Regions from separate parts of the Xenopus laevis genome. Here region 1 is linked to region 2. The links are chromatin contacts, called in public Hi-C maps. All regions are on one chromosome and are shown on one strand. The core of a region is the stretch at or near the end of the contact, and the rest is flanking DNA. Distances in the headings are between cores, read along the strand shown. Region 1 overlaps tacc2.L. Region 2 holds the start of cuzd1.2.L (deleted in malignant brain tumors 1 protein-like).

Region 1 (2,712 bases), core at 21-2,520, 140 kb before region 2:
GCCTCGGTTTGTTTAGGATAGCAGCTGCCATATTAGCTTGGTGTGACATCACTTCCTGTCTGAGTCTCACTCACAGCTCTGAGTTCAGATTACATCAGGGAGGGGGAGAGGAGCAAACTGAGCATGCTCAAGCCCTAGCCCTGGAGGTTTAAACTGAAAACAGGAAGTCTGATACAGAAGCCCATGTGTACACAATAGAAGGAAAGAAATGCTGTGTTTCTTTTGACAGAGGAGCATTACTTTGAGGGTTTATTGGTATATTTATATAGACCTTTCTGATAAAGCTTACTTAGTTTTAACCTTTCCTTCTCCTTTAAATGAAACATGAAAGAAAGGCAGGCACTTAGACAATGTTGCAGCATCTGGGTGAAGATGGTGCTGGTTCTCTAGGTTTTTGAGTTATTTAGCTTTTTATTCAGCAGCTCTCCAGTTTGCAATTTCAGTATGAAAGTTATGTCCGACCAAAACTAGTGACAGTCTCCCTCTGAAAATCCTACGATCGGCAATACACGCAGAGATATTATCAGCAGCCGACAGAAATCTTTTAACCTGTCTGATCGACCAAACGACCGATCTCCGCAAATGTCGGGACTCTCCACACACGGTCCGAAAATCGTACGAATCCTCAATTCGCTACGATCAGATCTTTGCGCCTATGGCCAGCTTTACAGAGCATTTGTATTTTAGATGGGGTCACTGACCCCCATTTGAAAGCTGGAACGAGTCAGAAGAAGAAGAAAAATAACTCAAAAACTATAAAAAATAAAATAATGAAGACCAATTGAAAAGTTGCTCAGAATTGGCAATTCTATAACATACTAAAAGCTATCTTAAAGGTGAACCACCCCTTAAAATTGTATTTGCTGTTTCTTCTGTTCTTTAATGCTGGTGTAATGCAGATGGGGCAAACTGAAGGTCTATGGCACAGGTACGGCATTGTTTTAAGCCATGTTTAAAATGCCCATTCAGTGCCAATGGGCAGCATATGACTACAGTTGCACAGACCAATCCCCCTTGAACAATGTGTTTTTTATGTGTTTTTGCTGCCAAGATCCACATGACAATCACCCATGCAATGGCCCATAAGAATACTAGTGCTTCAGGCAGTAACACGTGTACACACAGAATAGGGTTGCATCTGATAAGTCTGATTTATTGCCAAGAGGTCAGTATGACCTTTAAATTACAGAGCTCTACTTGCTATGGAGTTGAAGCATGTGATCTTGCCATGATACAGCCTATTAAATAGGTGAGGCCTCCCAGCATGGTGTGTGTGTGCTGTGCCCTCTAACTGGACGGAACCTGTTTTTACCTGCCTGACGTCTGCACTTCTCCTCCTTATACTGTAGCTCCTGCTTTGGGAACCTTCAGAGCTGGTTTGTCGGGATAGTAACGGTGTCTCACTCTCATCTCGCTTGCAGTGTGAGGGAATTGACCCTACGGATGTCGGCCTTTCTCACAACTCTCTCTACTCCCACACTGTGGCCATGGAGACTGGGAGCAGTGCCCTCTTGCATCCTTACCAGCAGTCCGACGTCGACACTGCTCTCCAGATTGCCAGGGAAGAGGTAACTTAAAGGGAAACTAAAGTGTAAAATGGAATAATGCTACAAAAGCTGCATTTTTTATGCTTTACTAATTAAACAAATTGTTTTTTATGCTTTACTAATTAAACAAATGATTTATGCTTTCAAAGTTGGCGTCAGGGGGTCACCATCTTGTAAACATCTTTGCAAGACCAAGACTGTGCACTTGCTTAGTGTGGTCTGGGCTTCAGTTGGGAGGTTAAAGGGCAACTAAAGTCTAAAATAGAATAATGTTAGGAATGCTGTATTTTGTTTGCTAATTATAAACATGAACTTACTGTACCAGAAGCCCAATTAAACAAATGATTTATGCTTTTAAAGTTGGCGGAGGGGGCTGTCATCTTGTAACTTTGTTAAACATCTTTGCAATACCAAGACTAAGCACATGCTCAGTGTGGTCTGGGCTTCAGTTGGGAGGTTAAGCTTAGGGGTCGTCGTAAATTATCAAAACAGCACAAGTTAAATAATATCTGCCAGAAGCCGATACTTATAATTAATAATTAGAATATACAGACTGCACTGGGTCTGTGGATACAAATCTACACAGTTGTTACAGGGAAACAAACAAAGCTGCTCGAGTTCTGGGAAGTAAGGTGGGTGTTGTTTGTAAGTATGGTCGTTTCCCTGCACAGCAGTTAGGGACCGTCTGAAGTTTCCTAACTGCAGCTGTCAGAGCAAGTAAAACGAACGGGGAATTTCACTGCATACAGTCAGGTTTCTTATATAAACGGTGCACATTTTTTAATTAATGTAAATTGGAGATAGATATCTTTTTCATTATAGAAAGTATTAATGGGATTTTATTTTTTTGCCTTTACATCCCCTTTAAGCTTAGGGATCATCATAAATTATCAAAACAGCCTAATAATATCTGCCATAGAAGCCGATATAACAAGACTGATTAATAATTAGAATATACAGACTGCACTGGGTCTGCGGATACAAATCTCTACACAGTCGCCGGCTGCTTTATATGGAAACAAACAAAGCTGCTTGAGTTCTTGGAATTAAGGTGGGGGGGGCTTCCCCCTGCTGTTTCAAAGTATGATCATTTCCCTTGCAGAGCAGTTAGGGACCGTCTGAAGTTTCCAATCCACAGTAAACCGAAGGGGGAATTTCACTACAT
Region 2 (2,868 bases), core at 15-2,514:
CAGAGGCACTAAGGTTTTAGAGATGTTTTCATGAAACTGCCAGTGCCTGCCTTATTAGCAGTTATTCTTTAGGTGCCTTAAACTGATAAATGATGACCCTATGGTTTTGATGGTCTTGGTTTAGATCTCCTTCCTCCTCAAAAACCCATAGTTTTTTTGTTTTTTTTTGGAACCCTGACAAAACTCAACACCACGTCTTGGAAAAGATACCACCTCTTTACCTCCAGATAAATCTAAAATATACACAGTTAGGAAATGAGTTGGAGACCATTATCTGCTTCTGCTTTGTGTCCACTTATGGATCCAACAAGGAAGAAATGTTATATAGATGCTTCTACACACCAGGGCATTGGGCAAAATGATGTAACACCATGGCCCAATCCCCTCAAGCCCTCACATAATAAATACGTTTATCTTATTGTTTCTCATTTCCTACGTGAAATGTCACCCTAACGCCATCCAACAATGTGAGTACAGCACATCCCCTTTTGTCCCATTTGTCAATGCCTCCATACTTTAGAGCAGTGATCCCCTAACCAGTGGCTTGTGAGTAACATACTACCCTCTGACCCCTTGGATGTTGCTCCCAGTGGCCTCAAAGCAGCTGCTTATTTTTGACTTCCAGACTTGGAGGCAAGTTTTAGTTCCACAAAAACCAGATGTACTACCAAACAGAGCCTCCTGTAGGCTGCCAGTCCACATAGGGGCTACCAATTGTCAATCACATCTCATATTTTGCACCTGTCTGAACTTCTTTGCATTATTATGTTGCTCTCCAACTTTTTTGACATTTAAATGTGGCTCACAGGTAAAAAAGGTTGGGGACACCTGCTTTAGAGTAATAAGCAAGGGCCCCAAGCAAACTATAGTTTGCTAGAGCGAGATGAGATCCAATATAAACCAGGTGGATGGTGACATTATCAACGTGTCACACCCACGTCCTGGGAATCAGTGAAGGGTCCATAAAATCAGAACAAGGGCCCTTGGTTGGAATGGTCTTCTCTTTAACTATCCAATGAGTTTCTGATTCCCAAAAACTAACATACAACAATGAATACCAATTTGGGTTGAAAGGTTCATTACAAAAAAATGTGTTTCCACATTTAAAATGTTTGTCTTCAGCAAGCAATTTATAATGAAAAGGTCAGCCCCCATAGACATCTGATCTATCTGGCAGCAGCTAAGTGCCCGGTATGTTTGTTTTCTTTGTCATGGCACTTAATAAAACAACTGCATGCAAAGGATATTGCTCAGTGGCTGCAAGTTGCCAGCTTCCCGATTCCATGAAGGTTATCAAGGGGAGAGACCTTTATAAAGAGTGAGATCCAATTCCAACTTACAGTATATTCAAGAACCATCATGATGCCAACCTGGATCCAAACCCTCTGTGTTCTGCTACTTACTTATCCTCTTCTCTCAGAGACAGGTGAGTAGTCCACTGATTGAACATCTCAACTGCAATGTAACTACTCACAACATTATAAAATATACCTATTTACTTGGTGCAGCGGTTGGTGGAACCCAAACGACTAGACATCAGAAACGTTCTGGAACCCTTGTCATTATAAGAACTGTTTAAGGTTCTCCAACAAAGGTCCTCCAGGGAGTTCTATTACATCAAGATTAATATTGTGATGACAACAGCTATGTTTATATCTGCTTAAATGAATTTATTATAATTTGATGCCTTTATTTAATTTGGAAGCGTCTATGAAACTGGACAGGTCGTATGAGTCAGCTCCGACTGTTAACAATTTGAATTCACTTTATAAGTTTTAATATACAGTACTCTATTTTTAGTTAGAATGTAATTGAATTTTATGTATAGAGTATTGGGTCCAAACAGTATCTTATCCTTAGGTAATCGTTGTCTTCTGCCTTCATGTGTTTAAGTGTGTGGCTGCAGCTATACTGTGTGCCCCATCCAAGGAGAAAGCACAGCCATGAATAGTTGTCGCTATGACATTGTTGACCATAAATGAAGAAATGCAGAGAAGGAATGTTCTGCACAGACAATTAGTGGTACCCTCGGACACTGCTGTCTATATAAGGGAAAATAAATATAATTGCTAAATAAATATAGTTTTTTTTCCTGCTCCCCTTTAATGTCTAAATCCTACAATACAAGATGGGGAAGTAACAGATGAAAAAATATGAATGCAAAAATTCAAATAAAATGAAAGAATCAGGCGTATCCCAGCTTCCCCTTCCTCCTCTTTTACTCTTCACTTCAGTCGTCTTTCTCCCACCCAACCTTGCTCCTCTCCCATTGAGCTTCCCCCATATAACTTTCCCTTTTCTCCCATTACCATTAACTACTGTATCCTCTTGCTTTTTCAGCTAGCTTTCTTCTTCCTCATGTCCTCTTCTTCTCTCCTCCTTTTTTCTCTTCTCTCTGTAAGTTCCACTTCTGCTTTTAGATAATATGCCCCTATTTTCAAGACCTTTTATCCTAGTTCTTTCCGCCTCTCCATGGCTCTTCTTTTTCTGTTGCCCTTGCCATTCAGTTTGTCTCCACTGAGTGATTGTATATAACAGGGCAACTAATACACTAGAACTCATAAAGAAAAAACAATGTAACAGCTTCACGGAGCCCAAAACAGTGACCTTTTATTAATGTACACGTGGCTCATTCTACAATATCATTAAATCCTCAGCTTTCAGAAGGATTGTTGCTGGACAGTTCCCATGGATGAGATAAATACCAACCTCCCTCTAGGGGTCCATGCTGGTACTGCAAAGCAATATAGGACAGGTATGGGACCTGTTATCCAGAATGCCCTGGACCCGGGGATTTCCAGATAACCCTTAATTTAGATCTTCATACCTTCAGTTTGCTAGAAAATCCCGTAAACATTAAATAAACCC

Evidence for each region. Hi-C and Micro-C count contacts between places; a contact is called where the count stands out from the background.
Region 1: a Hi-C map of the XL177 cell line shows a contact between it and region 2, with 4 times the contacts expected there. The contact joins the enhancer-like site here to the promoter of cuzd1.2.L in region 2. A contact is called at or near these places in 2 of 4 Hi-C or Micro-C datasets (the XL177 cell line and the XTC cell line).

Annotation. Positions count from the first base shown.
Region 1 is chr7L:13,602,714-13,605,425 of Xenopus_laevis_v10.1, reverse strand. It overlaps tacc2.L, which reads left to right. Exons shown (of 23, transcript XM_041570253.1): 16 at 1,350-1,568. Among protein-coding and RNA genes, the nearest start is that of plekha1.L, 38 kb to the right of the region's middle. Within about 2 kb of position 1,270, at least 1 of the 7 cell types and tissues checked has an H3K27ac peak or open chromatin away from gene starts, as enhancers often do.
Region 2 is chr7L:13,462,405-13,465,272 of Xenopus_laevis_v10.1, reverse strand. cuzd1.2.L (deleted in malignant brain tumors 1 protein-like) reads left to right here and starts at 1,264. Exons shown (of 26, transcript XM_041570038.1): 1 at 1,264-1,426. The coding sequence starts at 1,360.